Linked DNA regions of Mus musculus: region 2 is linked to region 1. Evidence: chromatin contacts called from public capture Hi-C data. All regions are on one chromosome and are shown on one strand. Each heading gives the region's core, a stretch centred on a gene start, on an enhancer-like site or on the middle of the called end of the contact. The rest is flanking DNA. Distances are from core to core; before and after follow the strand shown.

Region 1 (3,320 bases), core at 160-2,659:
GACTCTCATGACCTCAGCCTGGAACAGTTTCCTATCTTCTTTACATGACATCTAGCCTATTTTCATTATGGGAAGGATGACTGTGTTCATGGAAGACAGGAAGGACCAGACGATGGCTCCTTCCCCAGGAAGTCTTCAAAATTCACACTGCCCTTTGGGAGTTCCCACTAGTATATGGAACATAAGGATTCGGTACAATATGGGCATATTTGTACAGTTTTTTTTTTTAAAGATTAAACATGATACAGTACTGGAAGTGAGCACGGAAGATTGAGGCCCTGGGTTTTATGCTTTCCCTTGCTACAGGGGATGGAAGGAATATTGTTTCTCCTTAAAATGATTTATTTAAATGGGTAGGCTAGAATTCTACTTAAAACCCAGTGTCTGAATGCACCTGTTTAAGTCAGCTTCTTGTTCTCTCAGGTATTTAGGCATTGAATTTTCCCCATTAGGGGAGTGATTGACACTGTGGTCCTTACAATAACACATGATTATAACTCTGCAAATGGCAATTACATTCAATGGAAACCAGATGTTGCTTGGAATTCGACTCTTCTGGTTTCTTGGTGAAGTAGATGAATTTGTAAAGTAGAAAACCACAGTCATTACTCAGATGGACTGTACATGAATTAATGACATAATATCTAAATCATATATGGTTGAAAATAATGATTAACTTAAACTATCAAGATAAGCTAATGAAAAACAGACCCTTAAAAATTAAAGATGTGTTTTCTTCAATGTATTTTATTCATATGCTAATCATAAAACTACCCTGGTTTTGGTGTCTCTTCAGTCCTGAATAGAAAAAAGAACTTGTTTAAAAAAGAAGTCTTTTTTGGTGGTTCCCCTGTGGGAGGAGGTGGACAACTGTGATGGTTTTTCTTGGCTAGTGAATTTTTCTAGAGTCTGAAATCAATCTTTTAAAAATATATTGTTGTTAAGGACAGTTAGCAGTGTTTTATGCTGAATTACACACGTTATATTGCTAAGGACATATTCGGCATCCGAGGGACTGGCTTTTCATGTATGTACAAAGCATATCCGTTCACATACAACTTCTTTCTCTCTCCTGAGCCTGCAAACAAAGCACACATGCACACATTCATAGGTGCACAGACTCTCCTTCTCCCTGTCTCTCTCTTATCTTACACACACACACACACACACACACACACACCACTCAGTGATGCCTCCAGCCAAGAAGGCAAATTGGCATTTCAAATCCACCCACACTACCATTTCAAAAGCTCACAGCCTTGGGTTAGCACCCTCTGAGGTGGTTGAGTTTGCAAACCTTGGCCCATCATTTCCACTGTCATGAATTCTCAATGACATCATCACTGTAAAATTAGGAACTCTCTTTCTTTTCCTGCAGATGTGAAAGCTTGACATTGCATTCCATGGTCCCGTGCCACATTTCATCAGCGTTCTTCCTTCGCTTTCTCCAAAGCCCGTGGCCGCATGTGGTGTGTAGATTGCCAGTGCTGTTTGGGATCTCATATCAAATGCTGCTACTTAATCCCAGGCGGCCTTCCCCAAGCCCACACCTGCAGCTCATTGAATCCTCCTGGAGTACAAAGGGCTGATTTACAGCACGAAGGATCCAGGCACTGGTTGCAGCTGGAGCTCCAGCAGGAAAAGGAAGTTGTTCATCATCTTGTGTGCATTTCATTAACAATAGTGTACCCGATATGTAGCTCATAGAATAATTTCAAGTCACTGACAGAGAGCATTATGGCATTTGGCATTACTAGGAAAAAATACTTCAGGATGGGCAAATTAAACGTGAGCGCGAGGTTTCCATGAGACCCCCTGGAACCGCATTCACTACTGTCTGATTCTTTGGGCTTTACCCCGCTTCTCATTCTTTCCCTTTGTCGTTGGAGCAGTCTTAGGGTTCAACTGGGATATTGCTAGCTTTCTGCTTTGTTTTAGGTATTAACAACCAGGAGCTTCGAGCGAGCTATGCTAAGCCAACCACTTGATGTATGTTTATTTGTTGGGGTGGCAGTTGCCGTGGCCGAATGAGACATGCAGTATGTATATTTCTCTTCTGAGAGTTCACCTCCATGTGTGTTAGTGAGTCCCAGTCTGATGCTGGCGATGAGGAGTGAGGATGGTGGAGACAAAGAAGGTACAGATGCCAAGAGATTATCGTATGGCTGAGCTTCCTCTCTCAGCTCTTAGGCCTGTCTTCTCTGCAGCCCAGTATCAGCCTCCAAAGAGGGGATCCCTATCCACCAAGGGGCTGGCTGTCCAGTTCTCTGCAACTCCACTTGTTCTACGGGAGTATCTTGCAGTTGAAGGATCTATTAAGGAGACCGAAGGCCTAAACCTAAGCTTACTTCAGAACAAAATCACTTCAGAAGTGGTGCAGGATGCTCACTGCATTTGGGTCAATGCCCTGCACGATGGTTGAGTGATGCACAGAATAGAAAGGCAAAGATGGATTTATGGTGGCTGTTGGCACTTTATTTCTAGAGGACAAAATCAATAAAAATCGCCCTGCTTGAGGGAGAAGGCTCAGGGAGGCAGAAGCAAATTTCTTTTCACTTTGTAATGGTAAACAAACCGGGCTCAGAGCAGTATCTGATGTGGCTGCACAGAGCCTGGTTTCCAGTTTCTCTTGATGTGTCAAATGTATCCCTTATGTGAATCATGGTTTAAAAATACTTGTATGCAGTGGGTTTGGGAAATCAATAAGCTTTTATGATGCTCTCCTTGCTTCACATAATTTCTGATTTCAAAAGAAAGCCTGTGTATTCCTTTAAGTTGTTTATATATTATGTGTTTCAAAACTAACAGCTCTTCCAAGAGTTTCCCCAGGATTGTTAGAGTTTTTTTTTTCCCCTTGTTCTCCTCTCTTGCTTGCTTGCTTTCCCTTTCTTGTCAGTAATGCTAATGAGTTCGAAACTTACACATAAATTGAAGCAGGATTTATAAAATGCAATAAAAAAACTTCTAGGCAAGAAAGATAAATATAACAATCCATGAGACCATGTCAGCCTTTTCCAACATTGGAAAGACTACAGACAGGGACATTAACGAATGACCAGGCTGTGTGGCGTTTCTCAGGTTAGGAGCTGAGGCTCCCAGCAAGCAGCCTTACGAAGAGCTGTCCTGCCTTCCTTGATTTCTCTGAAATTCAAATCTAATTGCAGATTGGAACCTATCCATCCGCTCAGTCTGTAAAAATAATTTTCCCTAAATATTTACCCAAAGTGCATTATTGCTTATACAGTTGTGAAAAGCATTTAGCACTTTATAATCCTCTATTTGCTCCTATGTGGGCCTGGGAGTATACTCTCCTTACAGAA
Region 2 (3,506 bases), core at 378-2,877, 1.1 Mb after region 1:
AGGACCACTCTTCTTCTGAAGACACCTGGACTTACTTAGCATGATCTACATTGCAAGTGCACTGGACACTGCTGGCTCCGTTGCTCCCAGCCAGGAGATGCCAAATTCCTCCTATATAAAAGGAGCTTTAGTAACTCAAGCAAAATAAGCACACTTTCCCCCCACCTCCTTCCCAGAGACTAAGGCGGCAGGGTTGCTGGGAGGATACACAATACCTTGTTACAAACCATGTAATGTTTTAAAAAGTATCTATCTGACAGCCTTGGCTAAAGCCAGATCTTCTATCTCGATTACTTCAATATGTCAGGTCCATATCGCACCACTGCGTCCAGGCTTTCAGAGCCAAGACCTCTGTTTTGTCCAACCTTTCCATCTGGAAGCAATGAGCTTAATATTCTGGCTCTCCCCCCATAAAAGCTATGTCACAAAAAAGTAGCAGCCTGTGAACTGCTCCCCTCCCCCAAGACACACTGGGACTCCTCATTCCCTCTGTGCTCTATTCGGTTACACTGGAAGACCATCCCACCTTTCCCCTCCCCATAAACCAGAATCCGCCTGTAACAGCATAGTACCAGGAGAGAAGGAATGAATTGACAATCATTTACACTTTAATCCCACTTTTGACATTTTGAGAGATGCAGCTTAAAATATACTTGAGGCTTAGGGACTCCCTCTGTCCAGCTGTGTTCACTAGAGAAGAGACATCCCCGTTCATGAATTCTACTGCTTCTGGTGTCCAACTGGAAACCCAGATTTAGAGCCTATTTTAGGTTGTGTCTCACACTGACTCGAGCTTTTCCTTCCATGTTGAAAAAGGTCACCACCACCACCACTAAGTTCCGTGGCTGGCAGTTCAGTGATAACGACCTCCCCGTTCTATGTGTTTGGTTCATGTATTCATTCACTTTTATTTGTGTTAGGTTTTTGATCTAATGCCTAGCCGCTTCTTTTGTGTGTCCTCTGTTACACTGCAAAATCACATGGGTCTCTGGTTCCTAGTGCTCATGTTGTGAGGACAACCTAGGCTCTTGGGCAGTTAAGTGGGTGGTCCCCATAAGCTGCTGCTGCATTTGATTTCTTGGGTGATCATTAAGCCCAGCTAGGTGCTGGTCATTCTAAACCTATTCACTGACAATGGTGGAAAGCAAAGCCTGGGAATGTGCATGCGCCGTCAAGTCCCCAAGAAAAAAACCCATTTACTATGCATGTTAGAAGTCAGGACGCTAGAAGAGCTAGATCAGTGGCAGCAAATGATGAAATGGGGAAACCACGGGCCTTGCCTGGAAATGATATAACGCTGCTGTTCACCCTCCAGTGACTCCGAGCCCTGGAGTTCTGGAAGATTAGCGGAGCTGGAAATCACCCTCCTGCTGCGCTCCCTGGGCTTTGGCTACTTTTCTGTTCTCCTTCAGCTGGAAGCTGCGAGGGGCAGAGGTCAGCTTTCCTGTGTTGAATCTTTAGGGACAGGCCTTTGGATCCTGGGAGAGAATTGAAAGATCAACCCATCCCAATCCCTTGTTTTATACGAAGGACACCTCACTTGAAGGGAGGGGGGCGGAGTACATTGCCCAAGGTCATTCAAGCCCTCAATTTATTTAGGCTAATTCGGGAGACATCCATTTGGGAACAAGCCAAGCCCACATTTGTTAAGGACCTTAGTCTGCAGTGTCCTAAAGCCCCTTGTATCCATTCACATACACAAAAGAGTGTTTAAAAGTGCTCATCTGAGAGCCATTACATAGGCAGGGCTTCCAGTGGCCTGACTCCACAGGCAGTATGCACAAAACCTGTTTCCTCAAATGCTGCCTGCTGCACTGGAGTTAACCTCTTTTTTGGCAAATTAGTTCATGACCTGGGAACAGTTGAACGAAACTGTAGGCACATCAAGAGGACGTTATTTGTGTTCTGCCTTTTTTTAGACCAAGTCTCTGATGTGTTTATTTGCAAGCTTGGCTCGTGGTTCCTATCCCACTACTTACAGTTAATCCCATGTTTTCTTTGAGCTACCTTTAAATCCGTGTCAGATGAAAAATACTGCCTGATTCTGAAGAGTGTGGTATTATGAAGGAATCCCACGGTTTATGATCTCAGATTTATTGTCACATGTATTTAGTTCTTGTTTTTCTTTTTCTTTTCTCTCCTTCCTTTTTTTCCCCCTCCCACCCCTCTTCAGGCTTAAGTCAGCTGAAAAGGTTTTACTGTGAATTATGAAGATGCAAGGATGGAAGACGCTGTATAGTGTTTCCTGGAGAACTTTTTGTTCTCTAAAAAGGACGCTGGTGCAGAGAGAGCTCCCCTGAGCTGCAGCCTTTGTAGACTGTTTCAAGGGACAGGAACCAAGTCTCCTTCATCTTGTTGTATTATTCCTGACACTGTGTTTGCCATGCAGGGCTATTCAGCGAGTATGTGTAGGATTATGGTTGCCAAAATAAGCCTACAGTCAATGCCCCATGTAGCTTGTCATTGCTACTACTAAAATGATTTTTAAAATTTTCCCTCATTTTCTTAGTGTTTATGAGGCAAAACCAATTTAGTTTCAGGGGGAAAAACCGAGTAATTTTATTTTAAAAGCAATTTAATACTGAATTAAATATTTAGGAGACGACTCAAATTAGATAAATACACACAGGATCTGATGTTCCTCTTTACCACTTATTAAGCAAATGAATGAAAACTGAAGGTTGCATTTTCCAGTGGTGTTTTAAACAAAGATAAACTTCATATTAGAATCATTGTTTTGTAACCATTTTAGAGGCTTCGATGAGTTGACCTTTCAACTCTGAAAGGTTTTTAGCAGGATTTGACACCTGGGCACTTCTAGAGGGTTAGGGACAGCAGAGAGAGCCGAAGTCACAGAGGCATCTTGAGCCTTAGCTTTCTGGTTTCATCATCTTTAAACAGTTGTGGGTATGCCTTGTGCCAAGGATGGAAGGCAAATGGAGAGAGAATGTGGTGTCATCGCAGGTACCTTCATACTCATGCACCAGTTTCCCCAATGCCGCACAGCTTACCCAAGGATGAAACGTGAGGGTATACCAAATGCTTTCCATTGCTATAAGGAGGCCTGTGGCCTGACTTGAGTCATCTAAGGATTATTTTGAAGCCACATAATGCACCATGTTAGAAGGAGGAGAGGGGAGGGGGAGGAGGAGGAGGAAACTATAACATGAAGGTCTCAATCTCAGTGCCTTCTTTGATGCTGAGCAGAGCATCTGGCTATTCTCCATACCTGTGAACATCCTATGAATTGTTCCGCTTCCTGGGAGCCCTTCATAACTCCAGTCAGGCTGATGATTATAACCTCCAGAGCCAACATGTGCTTCCTGCCATCCAGCTGAACAGAATGTGGGTGTTTTCTAACCTTCAACAGATCCGGAGGTCCTTGCCTGCCCCATCATGCCTACTGCCTTCTGTGTGAGTTATCCATACATTGCTCCAGAAAGGAGGTGGCTCGAATATATTGAACAACTTAGTCATGTTTCAAGAACCTGTGTGGGCAAGTTCTT

Evidence for each region. Capture Hi-C pulls out chosen DNA fragments and counts their contacts.
Region 2: a capture Hi-C map of embryonic trunk shows a contact between it and region 1, with 12 times the contacts expected there. The contact joins two enhancer-like sites. A contact is called at or near these places in 3 of 484 Hi-C or Micro-C datasets (cranial neural crest, embryonic fibroblasts and palatal mesenchyme) and 2 of 9 other capture datasets (embryonic tail and embryonic trunk).

What each region holds. Positions count from the first base shown.
Region 1 is chr12:9,337,587-9,340,906 of GRCm38.p6, forward strand. No RefSeq gene overlaps it. Among named protein-coding and RNA genes, the nearest start is that of Gm46323, 32 kb to the right of the region's middle. Within about 2 kb of position 1,410, at least 33 of the 459 cell types and tissues checked have an H3K27ac peak or open chromatin away from gene starts, as enhancers often do.
Region 2 is chr12:10,438,339-10,441,844 of GRCm38.p6, forward strand. No RefSeq gene overlaps it. Among named protein-coding and RNA genes, the nearest start is that of Gm38407, 6.3 kb to the right of the region's middle. Within about 2 kb of position 1,628, at least 22 of the 459 cell types and tissues checked have an H3K27ac peak or open chromatin away from gene starts, as enhancers often do.